Linked DNA regions of Sus scrofa: region 2 is linked to region 1. A link is a contact called in public Hi-C data. All regions are on one chromosome and are shown on one strand. Each heading gives the region's core, a stretch centred on a gene start, on an enhancer-like site or on the middle of the called end of the contact. The rest is flanking DNA. Distances are from core to core; before and after follow the strand shown.

Evidence for each region. Hi-C and Micro-C count contacts between places; a contact is called where the count stands out from the background.
Region 2: a Hi-C map of embryonic fibroblasts shows a contact between it and region 1, with 1.9 times the contacts expected there. The contact joins the promoter of MZF1 here to the promoter of ZNF787 in region 1. A contact is called at or near these places in 4 of 47 Hi-C or Micro-C datasets (embryonic fibroblasts, heart right ventricle, mesenteric adipose tissue and 1 more).

The regions. Positions count from the first base shown.
Region 1 is chr6:60,440,671-60,447,843 of Sscrofa11.1, reverse strand. ZNF787 (zinc finger protein 787) reads left to right here and starts at 1,733. Exons shown (of 3, transcript XM_021095112.1): 1 at 1,733-2,146.
Region 2 is chr6:63,120,151-63,126,579 of Sscrofa11.1, reverse strand. It overlaps MZF1 (myeloid zinc finger 1), which reads left to right and starts at 2,555. Exons shown (of 6, transcript XM_021097358.1): 1 at 2,555-2,632; 2 at 5,265-5,699; 3 at 6,136-6,319. The coding sequence starts at 5,304. It overlaps LOC110261337 (tigger transposable element-derived protein 1-like), which reads right to left and starts at 2,646. Exons shown (of 3, transcript XR_002345404.1): 1 at 2,563-2,646.

The sequences.
Region 1 (7,173 bases), core at 484-2,983:
TCTTAAGAGCCTTGGCCTGGAAACTGCCAGTGTCACTTCCACTGCTATTCTATTGGTGGGAACCAATCACAGATCCACACTTAGATGCCAAGGGGACTGGGCAATGTAGTCCATGGGTGGGAAGTTGCATTCCAGGCATCCATCCCTACATTGAAAGGAAAGAGCAGGTTTTGTGGTGAATGAGCCATCTCTCTCTCAACCCTGTCCTACGTTTAGGAAACATTCCAATAGTATTGGTTTGGTTGTCTTACCAGAGATTTGGAATTAGCAATGGTTTACATGAGATAGAAAGCAATTTTTCTCCTGTAACGTCTCAGCCAGTGCAGCGCCTCCTTTTCACAAAGGCATCAAGCCTCGATCTTGCTCCTTCTCGCTTGTTTCTCTGCCATCCTCCACATATGGTTTCCATCTGGGAATCCAGATCTTGCCATTGGGTTCTCAGTTCTGCCAGGTGGGAGGTGGGTAACCGGAAGGTGGGAGAGGGGTAGCTGTCCCCTGCACCAACCAGGCCGTTGCAGGCAAGTCCTGAGTGATCTGGTTCAGAACAGCACAGACGGGTGAACTTTCTTATACTCAGGTCTCATGGGGTCAAGTTCATACCCATGATAATAATCCATAGGTACTGCTATGGTGATAGCACTTTCTCTCCAGTCTAAGACGCATTTAAAATTTTACTTTTGAAGGATTTCTGAAGGTTAGACACAGACACATCTTACTATTTACGCGTGCATTTTGTACAGTATTTTTTCTTTTTTTCTGAGAGGATGTTATTGAAGCAACAATGCACGTCTTATGATTGATGCTGAGCGAGACTTGAGGACGGACATACAGCCGTGATGGCAGTAGAAATGATACCAACAGTAAGTAACACTAATCACTACCATTTTCACTGAGCGCTTATGATGAGCCGGGTATTGAAGTAAACAAAGTTACATAGATCGTCTGGTTACACTGAAGCTTCAACAGGCCGATCTTGCATCTACATCTTTGTAACTTCCAAGCCTATGACTGTTTCAGCGATGGCGATAAGAAAATTGTTATAAACAATAAGGAGAATTCATCTGTCGCTTAGGTGAGAGCCAGCCAACTACAGACCCGGGAAGGGACTGGGAGAACCTAGCCTGTAAGGATACCTTGGTCTAAACAAGAATTTTAATAAACATAATACTGACAAAAACAGCTCACATCTAGAGAGTGCTTTACAAAGGGCCTGCCGCACATGCCCGGGAGTAGGTGAATCCGTAGCTGCTCTGATCCACATTCCGTTATAAGAGGCAGTATGCATAGGTACGGTTCAATACAAGACCTTGGAGCCAGACTCCACGGGTTCGAGCCCAGGCTCCGCATTCTCGGTCTGTGACTTTCCCCAAGGTATCTGCAAAGGGGACCAGGTTAACAAAGCCCTTGCAGGCGCACAATGTGTTATCGTTGCTTTAGACCGGAGGAAACGGGCTTAAGCGGTGGACGCGACATCGCGAGGAGCCTGAAGCGCTCAGTCCGGTAGGGAAAGGACCAGGATGGCCGACGAGGGGCCCCTCCGGGCGCGCGGGCTCCGGCCACTGCGAACAGCGTCGGCAGGGAAGGGGTTACAATGATAGAGACGACGGGAGGATCCGGAGCGGCACGAGCGGCCTCCGCGGCCACCCTCCCCGACACCTCCCCACCCGGGGCTGACGCGGGGACACGACCGCGCAGGCGCGAGAGCCGGGCGTGGGGGCGGGGGGCACCTCCCTAGACACCCGGAAGTCTCCGCCTAACGGGCCGAGCCCGCGCCTCCTGTCCTGGAAGGGGGCGGGGCCCGAAGCCCCTCAGCGCGCGGCGCCATAGAGCATGGACGGAGGACCCGGGTCCTAGACGCGTCCGGAAGTGGCTCCCTGGGGCGCCCGCTCCGCACCATAGAGCTGGGGGGGCGGCGGCTAGGGGGTCGCCGGGCTCGCCTCCTAGAGCGGCGAGGACGGGGTGGAGGCTGGAGGGGGGGAAGGGGAGGGGGGAGCGGCGCGGGCGGAAGCGTCCAGGAAGGTCACTTCCGGCCTGGGCGCCCGTCCCCCTGACCCCAGGGTCTGAGTCGCCGCTGCCGCCGCTGCCACCATCCGCAAGGGAGGAGAGAGGAGGAGGAGTGCGGCACGGCGGCCCCGGGACCGAGGAGGTGAGGGGAGGGCGCGAGGGCGGGGGGCGTGCGCCCGGGGCTGGGTGGGCGCGCGCCTCGGGGCGCCGGGCTGCCGCCGGGGGGCGGGCGGGGAGGCGGGAGGCGAGCGCGACTGGGCGGGCGAGTGCGCGTGCGCGCCGCTGGGGGGGCGTGAGTGGGCGCGCGGCCGCTGACGCGGGGCGGGGCGGGGGCGCCGGGAGGGGCTTCGGGGAGCGCGCGGGCGCGGGAAGGGGGGTGCGCCTGGGGAGCGCGCCCGGGCCGGAGCGCGCGCTGCGCCAGGGGCTCGGGGGGCGGGGCCGCCGCGTCCCCCCAGCCTCCCCGGCCGGTCGTGGCCGGAAGTGGTGGCGACTCCCGGGGGAAGTTGAGGCCCCGGTGGGGGAGGGGGCCTCGCGGGCTCAGCCGGCCTGACCGGAAACGGCAGCCCCAGGACGGGCTTGTCTTGGCCCCCCGCTTGCCCCCACTCCTTCCCCTTTTCAAAGGAGTCTGGTCCCGTTGCCGCCCGGGGCGGGCTGCGTGCGGCCTTTGATCCGGCCGGTAATTACGGGCGTTCCGGCCGGTGGGAGGCTCATTCATTCGCCCCAGCGCGGGGGCGGCAGGAAGCGCGTGCGGCGGAGGGGAAGTGGCTGGGCCAAGGTCAGGCACCGCGTGTCCCGCGAGGCAGGGCGAGGAAGGTGGCCGGGCCCGATGGCCACCTCAGAGCCTCTTGGGCGTCGAACCGCGCTCCCGTACCCCCGCCCCAGTCTTGGCCACAAAGGGGGACGCCCCAGTTTGTAGAGATGAGTGCCTCTCGGGCCCACGGGGCCAGGCAAGCTGGGGATAGCGTGATCAGACGGAAAAGTGAGCCACGGCGAGTGTGGACAGAGGCTCTTCTAGTTCCGGCCCAGTGCTGGGCACCACGGACGAGGAGAAGAACAAGAGTCCGGAGGGGGCGGGCCCTGAGGCTCCTGGAGGCATCCGTGCCCCTCCCCTTTCCCGTGCCCATCCAGGTGGTCGAGGGAGCCAGGGAAGACACTCCTGCCAGCCAGTCCAGAGAGGCAGTCAGCGTTTTAGGAAGGGACTGAGTTGGTTTGTGTTTTCCATGTGGTTCTTGGTGCCGGGTCCTGCGTTGGGCTGTCCTGAGGATCCCACTGGGTGTTGGGTTGGGCCTCCCCCGAGGGAGGCAGTTGCTCTTGATCCGGGCTTATCTCCTCTGTAAGACTGTAAGCCTCTTGGGTTAAAGGCAGCTGGCGTTCACCTACCTGCCTCTGCTGCGGTCCTTCTGGTCCTGCCTCAGCCCCAGAGAACATTCAGATCAGCTTCCTCCTGTGTTAGCCGTCTTAGCCCTTTTCCTTCTGGAAGCCTTCCAGATCTAACCCCTGCCCAGAGCTGGAGAACAGGAAGGGTTTATCGTGGTGCTGGACCCAGGAGCGGCCTGCAGTGTGTTAGTTCAGAGCTCTGGGGTCAGACAGACCTGGGTTCCACTCCCAGCTCCACCATTTCATCCCCTTTGTGACTTCATAGGACTAGTAACTTCTCAGTTTCTGCTCAAATAGAGCAGGGTTGGTAATAATAGTATTGACCTTGGTAGGAACGGAGCCAGAGCAGATCTCAGGAAAGGGTGTTAAGTGTGCAGAAAGGCTTCTGGGCCTTCCTGGGCTCCGTCTCTTCCAGCCGCGTGACCTTGGACCTGCCACTTCCCCTTTCCCAGGCTCTTTTTCCTCCTCAGTCCCCCAAGGTGGAGCGCACAGCCGACCATCCCCTGGATAAGGCCAGTCCATCAAGGCCGCCGCACACGGCCGGGCCTGGCGAGGTGCTCTGCTGTGAGGTGGGAAAGTATCACTTGGCCCAGGTTTCCTGAAGCTCTGCTGGGCCGCGCTTCTTGTCCTGGAGCAGCCCAGAGAGATGTGCTCGGAAGGCCCCCAGGGGATGTTTGCCAGGACAGCCCTGGGAGCCTGGGGCCCGGAGGGTGTGCCTTCTGGCCAGGAAGGATGTCAGGGGAGTCTTGAAGGACAGAAGGGACTTGGCCAAGAGGACCCTGGGACTCAGGGGAGCGCTGGGCAGGCAGTTCATGGCCTCTAGCAACTGCCTGGCTGTCCCCTGCTGTTTGGTGGTCACTGATGGGCACCGGTGCTCAGACGTGGCTCCCAGCCCCCTAGACCCCACTGTTCGTCCTTTGGTGCTGCCTGAGGTCTCCTGCCTGCCTGCCAGGGCACGTGCCAGGCACTGCCCCTGGGAGTCAGCGGTGGCCCTGGCCTCCTGGTGGAGACACACTGCAGATCTGACCCTCTTGCTGAGCACTTGGCAGGCGTCTGGCCCTGTGCCTGGTACTCACTGTCCTAAGCCCTTGGATGCTCTGGCGTGGAGGTGGTCACCCCCGTCCTAGGGGGTGGGTCGGAGCCCGAGGCCCCACAGCAGCTCAGGAGCTCGGACCTGTGTGATTCCAGACCCCGGGCCTTTACCGTGGTGCTCTCACCTCTGTGGACTCATTTCTTTGGGCCTCGGGGAGACAGGCTGTTTTGAAGGTCTCTTAGGTGGGGGACTCTGGGCCCTGCCTCCAGTGGGGCATGCTGTTGCGAAGATTTATATATGTGGGGGGCTGGCTCAGGGAACTCTGAGGCCCAGCCTCTCATTTCAGGTGTCACTTTCCCAAGTGGCGGGGACATGGGTGGCGAGTGCTGAGATCCAGGTGTCGGGAGTCCTCCCTGACTCATGAGGCTGGTGTGGGAGTTGGGGTTGTCCCGCTCTGGTAGCCAGGGGTGGGGAGGGCCCGGGGCTGCTCCCCCCGGCCGGCTGCCTAGGCCCAGAGTCCTGAACCCGCCTTGGTGGGGTTTCCCCAGCTCTGTCTGCCTGGCCTTTGGGTGCACAGAACACTGGCTGCTCTCACGCCGAGTGGGGAGTCCTGTGTGGCTGGCCTCACGGAGATGCAGCAGACGTGGCCCCAGCCTCGAAGCTCAGAGTCGGGCAGGTCAGAAAGCCAAGGATCCTGGGGCTCTGTGGGCGCGGTCTGCTGGGAGCTCGACCCTGCCTGCCGGGTGGGGTGGGGTGTGGGGGAGTCTGGTGGGGTGTCGGGGAGGCCACAGGGGCGAGTGAGCCGGGGAGGTCCTGTGACAGTGGAAACAGAGGGAGCAGGTACCCGCGTCCTCCGTGGGAGGGAGGACATGCCTGGGAGTCTGCCCACCCATCTGGTCTTGGCACTTCTGCTTTGTGACGTTGGCTGAGCCACTGCACTTGTCTCAACGCGGCTTCAGGTCTTGGGCAGCGATTACTAGGCAGTACTAGGCGCCTGGCTCCTCACTGAGCTCGTTGCATTTACCTCATTGATTCTTGAGGTCGGGCCTTCAGAGATGAGGAGGCCTGGGTGAGCACCTGCCCAGGCTGTGTGGGGGGCGGGGGGGGGGGTGGCAGAGGGACCGATTCTGACCTGGCAGCCAGCCCTCCCCGTCCAGGGGGGCTGGGGGATCGGGATTACGGACCTGCTACCCCCTGTGCCTAGTCTGTGATGTGTAGGCTGTGCTGGACTGTGAGTTGGTCTCATTTGCTGAGCTGAGGTGAGGTGAAAACCCGGGAGGGCTTCCTTGGGGAGGGAGGTGCCGTTTTCCTGGGCTTTGGCAGTGGGGCTGCAGGCAGCAGGTGAGCCAGGTGGAAGGCACCGCTGTGCAGATGCCAGGGCGGGAGAGTCTGTGCCCACCAGTAGGTGCAACTCTTTTTTTTTTTTTTTCCCTGTCCTGAAGAGTGTTTTTGTTTGTTTAAACAATTTTTAGTCACTCTGCAACATTCAAAAATGGTCACAAACGTTTCTGAATATCTAGAAGTGCTGGCTGGTGGCAGGTGGCCAGTGTGGGGCGGTGGCGGCAGGCCCACCTGCAGGTCCGGGTTCCAGGGGTTGTGGAAGTTCTCTCTTTGGATGGGGAGTCGCGACTGGGGCTGTGGGTGTCTGTCCTGAGCTCACTCTTTTTCCTGGTGAGCCTGGCCCCTGCTGGGCCCCTGGGGAGGGGGGACTTCAGAGGATGGGAAGCAGGGGTGGTTGGTGCCCAGCCTGAGAGCGTGGGGACCCCGAGGGGGCCATCGGGAAGATAGAGCAGTGAAATAGACTTTCCTTGAGGGGGGCCTAAGCAGAGAAGAGGGAGGGAGACAGAGGCAGGAGGGGCCTTGCTCAGCCCTGTCCCGGCAGCCTTGGGGATCCTGCAAGGGAAGAGCCGCCTACCCGGCTGACCCCAGGCAAGAAGAAAACACCTGCGCATCCAGTCCTTGGAAAGTTGTCCCAAGCAACCCCGCCGTACCCGCAAAGGAGGCACAGGATCCCGATGGCGTCGCAGAGACATCCCCCCAGGTCCGACGCGGGGAGGGCCCTGCAGGCCCAGCTGGGGGCCTGGGTGGCCCAGGGGAAGGAGGGTCCTGGAGTGAGGGGTGAGGAGGCCCAGAGGAAAGGGAAGTGGGGTAGGAGCTGGGTAGGGGGGCTGCTGAGGAGGGGAGGGGCCTGGGGGTCCGAGGCTGCCCCGTGGAGCCACCCGGCTTGTCTGCAGGGAGCTGGTGTACACAGGAAAGGACACAGACCCCTGGGAGGAAATGAGGCCCATCCCAGGTGGTGGATGCTGGGATGTGGGGCGCGGCTTGTCGGGCCAGGGAGGTGACATTGGAGCAGGCCCTGAAAGGTGAGAAGGCAGGTGGAGGACTGGGAGGGGCTGGAGGAGGAAGTGAGTTTGCCAGAGGCCAGAGGGGACTCGGGGTCTGGGGAGGAGTCTGGATTGTGGACTAAGCGCATTGGGCACCTGTGCCCGGTGGTTTAGGCAAGGGGTGATGCGAACGGAGCTGCCTTAAAAAAATAGCTTTGTTGAGGTATGACTCCTATCTTGTCCGACCTGCTCCCTCAAAGCCTGCCGTTCATCGGTGGCTCACGTGTTCTCGAGGACGTGCAGCTGTCACCACATTGATTCTGGGGCTTGCTCGTCATCCCCCAGAGGTGTGTACCCACCCCTGCATGGAGCTCTGGGCCCCACTGGTCTGTGTTCTGTCTCTGGGTTTGTCTGTCCTGGGCTCTTCGTGTGATT
Region 2 (6,429 bases), core at 1,306-3,805, 2.7 Mb before region 1:
ATCCAGCATTGCCATGAGCTGTGGTGTAGCTCGCAGACGCGACTCAGATCCTGCATTGCTGTGGAGTGGGCCAATGGCTGTAGCTCTGATTTGACCCCTAGCCTGGGAACCTCCATATGCTGCAGGTACGGCCCTAAAAAGGAAAAAAAAAAAAAAAAAAGAGGTAACCTGACCAAAACAGCCTCTTCACTTATATTTTATTGTGCATTGTGTCACACCTTGAAGGCAGGACTTGTACCTGCTGAGCACTCTGTTGGGTCCCTAGGCCCAGGAAGAGAGCCTGGCACTTTGGAGACATCCAGTAGTCATTTGCCAACTAAGTCACTAAATCAAAAATAGTGGAGGAGTTCCTGTCGTGGCTCAGTTGTTGATGAATCCAACTAGGAACCATGAGGTTGCGGGTTCGATCCCTGGCCTTGCTCAGGGTTAAGGATCTGGCGTTGCCGTGTGCTATAGCTCTGGCGTAGGCCGGCGGCTACAGCTCGAGTAGACCCCTAGCCTGGGAACCTTCATATGCCACGGGTGTGGCCCGAGAAGAAGGCAAAAAGACAAAAAAAAAAAATAGTGGTGGGAAGCAGGCTTCTCACTTTGTCCCTTCTGCACTGCAAATCATGTGAAAGTAGTATTTGATAAAAACAGTGAAAATTTCTTGAAGGAATGTGGGTGAAAAACAGGGACAAATGCCTCACAAATCTGTATTTGGGGAATGGATACGGTACCGGGGAGTACCTTCAGGGAAACAGGCTGCGCCTTGCTTAAAGTCTAAGCAGGTCTAGAAAAGGCTTCCTGCCCCGAGTGGGGGCCCTGAATTCCAAACCGCTCAGGCTCCCATTCCGCCGTCTCCACATTCATGCCTTCGCTTGCTCACCCATGATTTTCTAATTTTCCAATTTTCTTTTTTTTTTTTTTTTTTTTTCCCTTGCTTGCTTTTTAGGGCTGCAGCATCTGTGGCATATGGAGATTCCCAGGCTAGGGGTCAAAACAGAGCTACAACTGCCGGCCTACATCACAGCCACAGCCACGCCAGATCTGAGCCGCGACTGCGACCCACACCACAGGTCACGGCAACGCCGGGTCCTTAAGCCGCTGAGCGAGGCCGGGATCGAACCCGCAGCCTCATGGATCGTAGTCGGGTAGGTTGACCGCTGAGCCACGAAGGGAACTCCTTTTCTTTCTTTCTTGGACGCACCCGTGGCATATGGAGTTCCCGGGCCAGGAATCGAATCCAAGCCGTGGCTGCGGCAACCCGCTGCACCACAGCAGGAACTCCCCACAAACTTCAGTTACATTCACTCGATCCTTCATCCTCTCCCTCCTACTCTATATAAAGTCCCCAAGCCCGCCTCCAGGGGAGGCGTGAGACTACATTTCCCAGAAGGCCGCGGGGCCGCCGAAGGCTCCGATTGGCCGGCCCGAGGTCTCCGTTCCCTTCCCCCCACCGGAACCGAGAGTACCTGCGCCTAAGCCCCTTGGCCGGAGCCCCCGGGTCCCCCGCGGCCGACCGCCCTCATCTCCGGACCACGACGCGGGCCGGCTGCCTCAACTAGGCCGGCGGGGCTGCGGCCCCAACCCATCTCCTGCCCCAGGCACCGCTTCCCGGTGGCCGCCGATCCCAGCCTCCATCTTATCGGCGGAAGCGGAGGTTGCCAGGCGACGGCCGGGATTGGAGGGGGCCGCTTGGGGCCCGCCCGACGGCGCTCCGGCGCTGCGCGGTCCCCCGGGCCCGCCGGGATATGGGAACGTAGTTCGGCGACGAGGTGGCCGAGCGCGGGGTCCAGGCTGGGGCGCCAGAGGCCACCTCTGCCCAAGGCTGGCTTTCTCGCCCATTAAGACCTCTCCTGTCTTTCCCCGAGTTCTACTTTCAGTCTCTCTCTCTCTCCATCGTCCTCCCTAATCTCCCTCCCTTCCCGGCGGTGTCTCACTGTTTCCTCATTCCGGGGAACTGTGCCCTTTCAGACTGTCAAAACATAATTTCGAAAGAGCAAAAAACATACGCGTCAAAGACTTATCTACCTCGGTGGGAACTAGCAAGGTGACACAGGTGGTTCTGGGAATATGAGAGAGAAGGAACAGCAGAGGGGGTGAAAGAAGAAAGAAGGAATAATGAAATAAAAGTGTGGGAGCTCCCTTCGTGGCTCAGCGGTTAACGAACCCGACTAGGACCCATGAGGATGCGGGTTCGATCCCTGGCCTTGCTCAGCGGGTTAAAGATCCCGCGTTGCCGTGAGCTGTGGTGTAGGCCAGCGGCTGAAGCTCTGATTCCACCCCTAGCCTGGGAACCTCCATGTTGCCGCGGGTGCGGCTCTAAAAAGCAAAGAAAGAAAATAGCAAAGTGGGATTAGTAGCGCTTCACAAGGCAGTGGAGAGGCCCAGCACTTAGTATCCTGCTTAGTGTCCTACAGTGTGATAAAAACAAAAAACTTGGGGTACCCTTTTCTACTGAACAGAAAGCACTACAGTCTATCAACCTTCTACAAGTTAGCATCTAACTTCACAGTATCTGGACTCTGATCAAAAGCAGTGAAGTGAGAAGTCGTTGCTCTGGTTAGGAAATCAGATGACCTGAAGGAGACTTGGCAGAGATGGTGCGAAGGCTTCCAGACATCTTTCTTGTCTTATTGTCAAGTTTTGTGTAAGTTTTCTTCACAAGCGTCCCTCCCGCTCCGTCTCTCTTCTTGCTGTCACCTTTCCCCGAGTCTTTGAAACTCTCGATCTATTTTACTGTACCTCTAATTTCTGTCCCTTTCTCGCCTCTTGCTTCTGTACTCCTGATCTCTATCCCTTGAAACTCGATCTGCACGTCTTGTCGCCGTAAACGAATTCTCCCTCTCCTGTCTCTCCTTTCCTCTCCATCCCGCCCCGATCTCTCTCCCTCTTGTTAACGGTCCTGACACAAGTCTACCCAGCCCTGCCTCCCTGTCTTCTTATCGCACAGTTTAGGACTCTGAGAGCAGAAATCTTCGTTCTTTCTGTCCTGCCCGTGTCTCTGTCCCGGGGGCTGTTCACTTACTTTCACTGTCTCTAGTCACAGCCTGCCCCGCCCCCGCTCCTCAGTGTCTGTCTGTCAGTCCTCGCAGTCTCTCTCGCTCGGCATCACCTCCTCCCATCTCTCCCATCCTCCTGCAGACGCCTGCGGGTACCCATGGTTGCACTGGAAAGCGCCGGCACCACCCGCGCGGTTACCATGGAGACGCCCGGGCCGCCTACGGTCCGCTGGCACAAAAGAGCATCTTCGCGTTGCGCGCACGCGCGCAGAGGGCCGGCCGCCACGCCTCCCAGAAACGGCTGGGCTAAGCCCCTCTCCCGGGCGAAAGCGCGAGAGGCTCGCTTGCGGTCCTGTGGGCGACGGCACGGGTGGCCCAGTCTCTGCAGGGGGTTGCCATGGAGAAAGGGGCTGACGGAATCCAAGCGAGGGCCGTGATTGGTTCAGGGTCCTGCTAATCCCTAGGAGCCGCGTAGAGAATGGAGGAAGACGTTGTGGAGGGCATGCGCTGTTGGGCAGGCGGTGCTGCCTCCTGTTGCCCCCTGGGAAGCTTGCGCGCGTCGACGGGCCCCTGACGCTTGGATGTGAGGCTGGGAGCGCAGGAAGGCGCGGCCCGGAGTGTGATCCGATCGTGGCGAACGACGCTGCCCCGGGGGACAGCGGGAGGAGGGCGGAAACTGAGACGAGCTTGCGGGAAGGGCGAGGCGGCGCCCGGGCTGGTGCGTGGAGCATTCTGGGAGACAAAGTCCGTCGGGGCGGGGGAAGTCGGGAGCGCGCATGCTCAGGAGCACGGAGCGGCCCGCTGAGTGCGGAGGTGAGGGCGGGCGCCCCTCGATCGGGAAGGTGCGGGCAGGGACCCGGGCGGCGGCCCAGCGGGACCAGGAGCGCGGAGCAGGGGCCTGGGCGCTCCCTGTGGACCGGCTCAGTGCTGTTGTGCGAAGCTCGCCAATCCCTGGCCGTTGCCACGGCGACGGAATCTGGAAACCCCGCCCCCAGTTGCCATGGCGGCACCCGGACCTGCCCCGGCTTCCTAAAGCAGACATGGCCAGCCAAGACTTCTGGTAAATGTAGTTTATCGAGCTCCGAAGGGCCGGCTCGATCGCTAAGGCCCAGCTTTCTCCTGAGGTTTCGGTTGACTTGGAATCTTGAGGAGTGAAGGATAGACTCCCAGGATCAGACGGCCTTCGAACCCGAATTCACACCATCAATAAACTCAGATTTCTTCACAAATCTTGCACTTTACCTCCTGCTGCAGAAGGAGCAGCGCGAGTGGAGGGGAAGTTGGGGGACCGTCCCCCTTTGCAGATGGGGAAACTGAGGTTCCCAGAGAGACAGCGACATGCCAAGGTTAGGACTCTCCGACTTTGCTTGCAGGCTATGAGTCCAGGGGTCTCTAAGCCTTTGTAGCCAACCCCCACCCACGCCCAAACCCCTATTACCTCAGCCCCGCCTAAATCGGGAAACTGAGGAGATAATGGGGCATTTAGTGTTGTGGTAAGTTGTGAGAATGGGGATGAATGGGGGGGATGCTTTCTGGGGGCTGGGCCATGCAGGTGACCTTGCACAGATATGGCTGGGACAGGTGGAGGGAGGCTGCTCTTTGGCACTACTTTGGGAGGGGTAGTAACCAGGCAGTGGGTGCTGGAGGTGTCATCCACCTGCCAGCGAGAGGGCAGCAGGGCAGGGGTTAGCTGGTGTATGTGGAAGGGTGGGATTTAGGGAGAGAGGAGGTGCTGTCTAGGCCTAAGCAGCAGCCTGTGTTTGGAGCAAGAAGCTGCTAGAGACTGCCCAGGCCCAGCTAGAGAGGCCACACTGGGACTCACAGAGGGCTCCGCAGCCCCGCTGGTCCTTGGCCCGTGACCGCCTCCCTGTGCCTCAGTTTCCTCACCTGCCTGCCACCACGGGAACAGCACAGCGCGCGGGAGACTCTCCATAAGCATATCCACCACCATTGTTTGTCCTCATCGTGATACCAAACCCAAGTTCGCTTTGCTGACTGCACAAGAGGCCAGTAAATTCGGAAACAAGTTGTTGAGGCAAGGAATGAAGGCTTTAATCGGAAAGCCAGCAGACCGAGAAGGTGGCAGACTAGTGTCTCAAAAAGCCATCTTCCATCCTCAGAACTCAGGCTCCTTTTATACAGAGAAAGGGGGAGGGAGGAGCCGACGGTCACTCACTAGCTCAGGACAGGGCTGGCCGGTGGCTGAGCAGGATCGCTAAGCTTTCTCACTCCCGGCTGCTCTCTTACAGTCACAGCAGCCTCATCCCATTCCTCCTGCAGGGTGGACACCGGCCTCAGAGCCCCAGCCTGGACTCTGCGATGAGGCCCGCAGCCCTGGGCTCCCCAGGCCACGCGCCCCCAGAGGATGAGGGACCTGTCACGGTGAAGCTGGAGGACTCTGAGGAGGAGGGCGAGGCTGCTCCATGGGATCCCGGCCCAGAGGCTGCACGACGGCACTTCCGGCACTTCCGCTACGAGGAGGCAGTGGGGCCCTGCGAGGCCCTGGCCCGGCTGCGGGAGCTGTGCCGCCAGTGGCTACGGCCCGAGGTGCACTCCAAGGAGCAGATGCTGGAGCTGCTGGTGCTGGAGCAGTTCCTGGGCGTGCTGCCGCCTGAGATCCAGGCCCGCGTGCAGAGACAGCAGCCAGGCAGCCCTGAGGAGGCCGCTGCCCTGGTGGAGGGGCTGCGCCGGGAGCCAGGAGGGCCCCGGAGATGGGTGAGTCAGTGGCCCTGGGGTCGGGACTGGAAGAGTATCCATCTCTTCCTCATCCTGCGGGTGCCAGGCTCAGCCAGACACTGGTCCCCCGTGGCTTTAAAGTGCTAACCTGCCGCAGACCCTGCCCGAGAGTGGACAGTCTTTCAGGGCCAGCCTCACAGGCCCATCCCTGCATCACCCAGTCATGGATGTGGGAGGGATGCAGGATGGGGACAGAGGGAGAGCACCGGGCAGCCTTGGGTGTCGCCAGCAGGACAGCAATGGCAGGTGGACCCTTCCCTGCTTGCTCAGCCCCTGGTGGGCGTGGGTCCTTTGGAGTCTAGGCAGCCAGGACGGCTGAGGCCCCGAGACAGGGTGGATGCCCACGAGCCCGAGGCTCACGCTTGGCCCAACTCCCCCCGCCCCCCGAGCCCTGATGGTGGGGGCACCTCCCCAGGTCACAGTCCAGGTGCAAGGCCAGGAGGTGCTATCGGAGAAGGTGGAGCCCTCCGACTTCCAGCCCCTCCCTCAGACCACGCCTCCAACTCCAGACCCTGGGCTTGAGATGCCCCCTAGGGCCACACCGGAGTCACTGCTGGGCCTTCGGGTGAAGGAGGAGCCTGAGGTCACAGAGGACCCAGGTAAGGGCAGGCACAGTGGGGAGGGCCCAAGGTCTGGTTGGAGGGCCTGAGGGGCCTGGCTGAGGCCCGAGGGGCCAGTCACCTGCGCAGTGGCACTCCTCCCACGCACT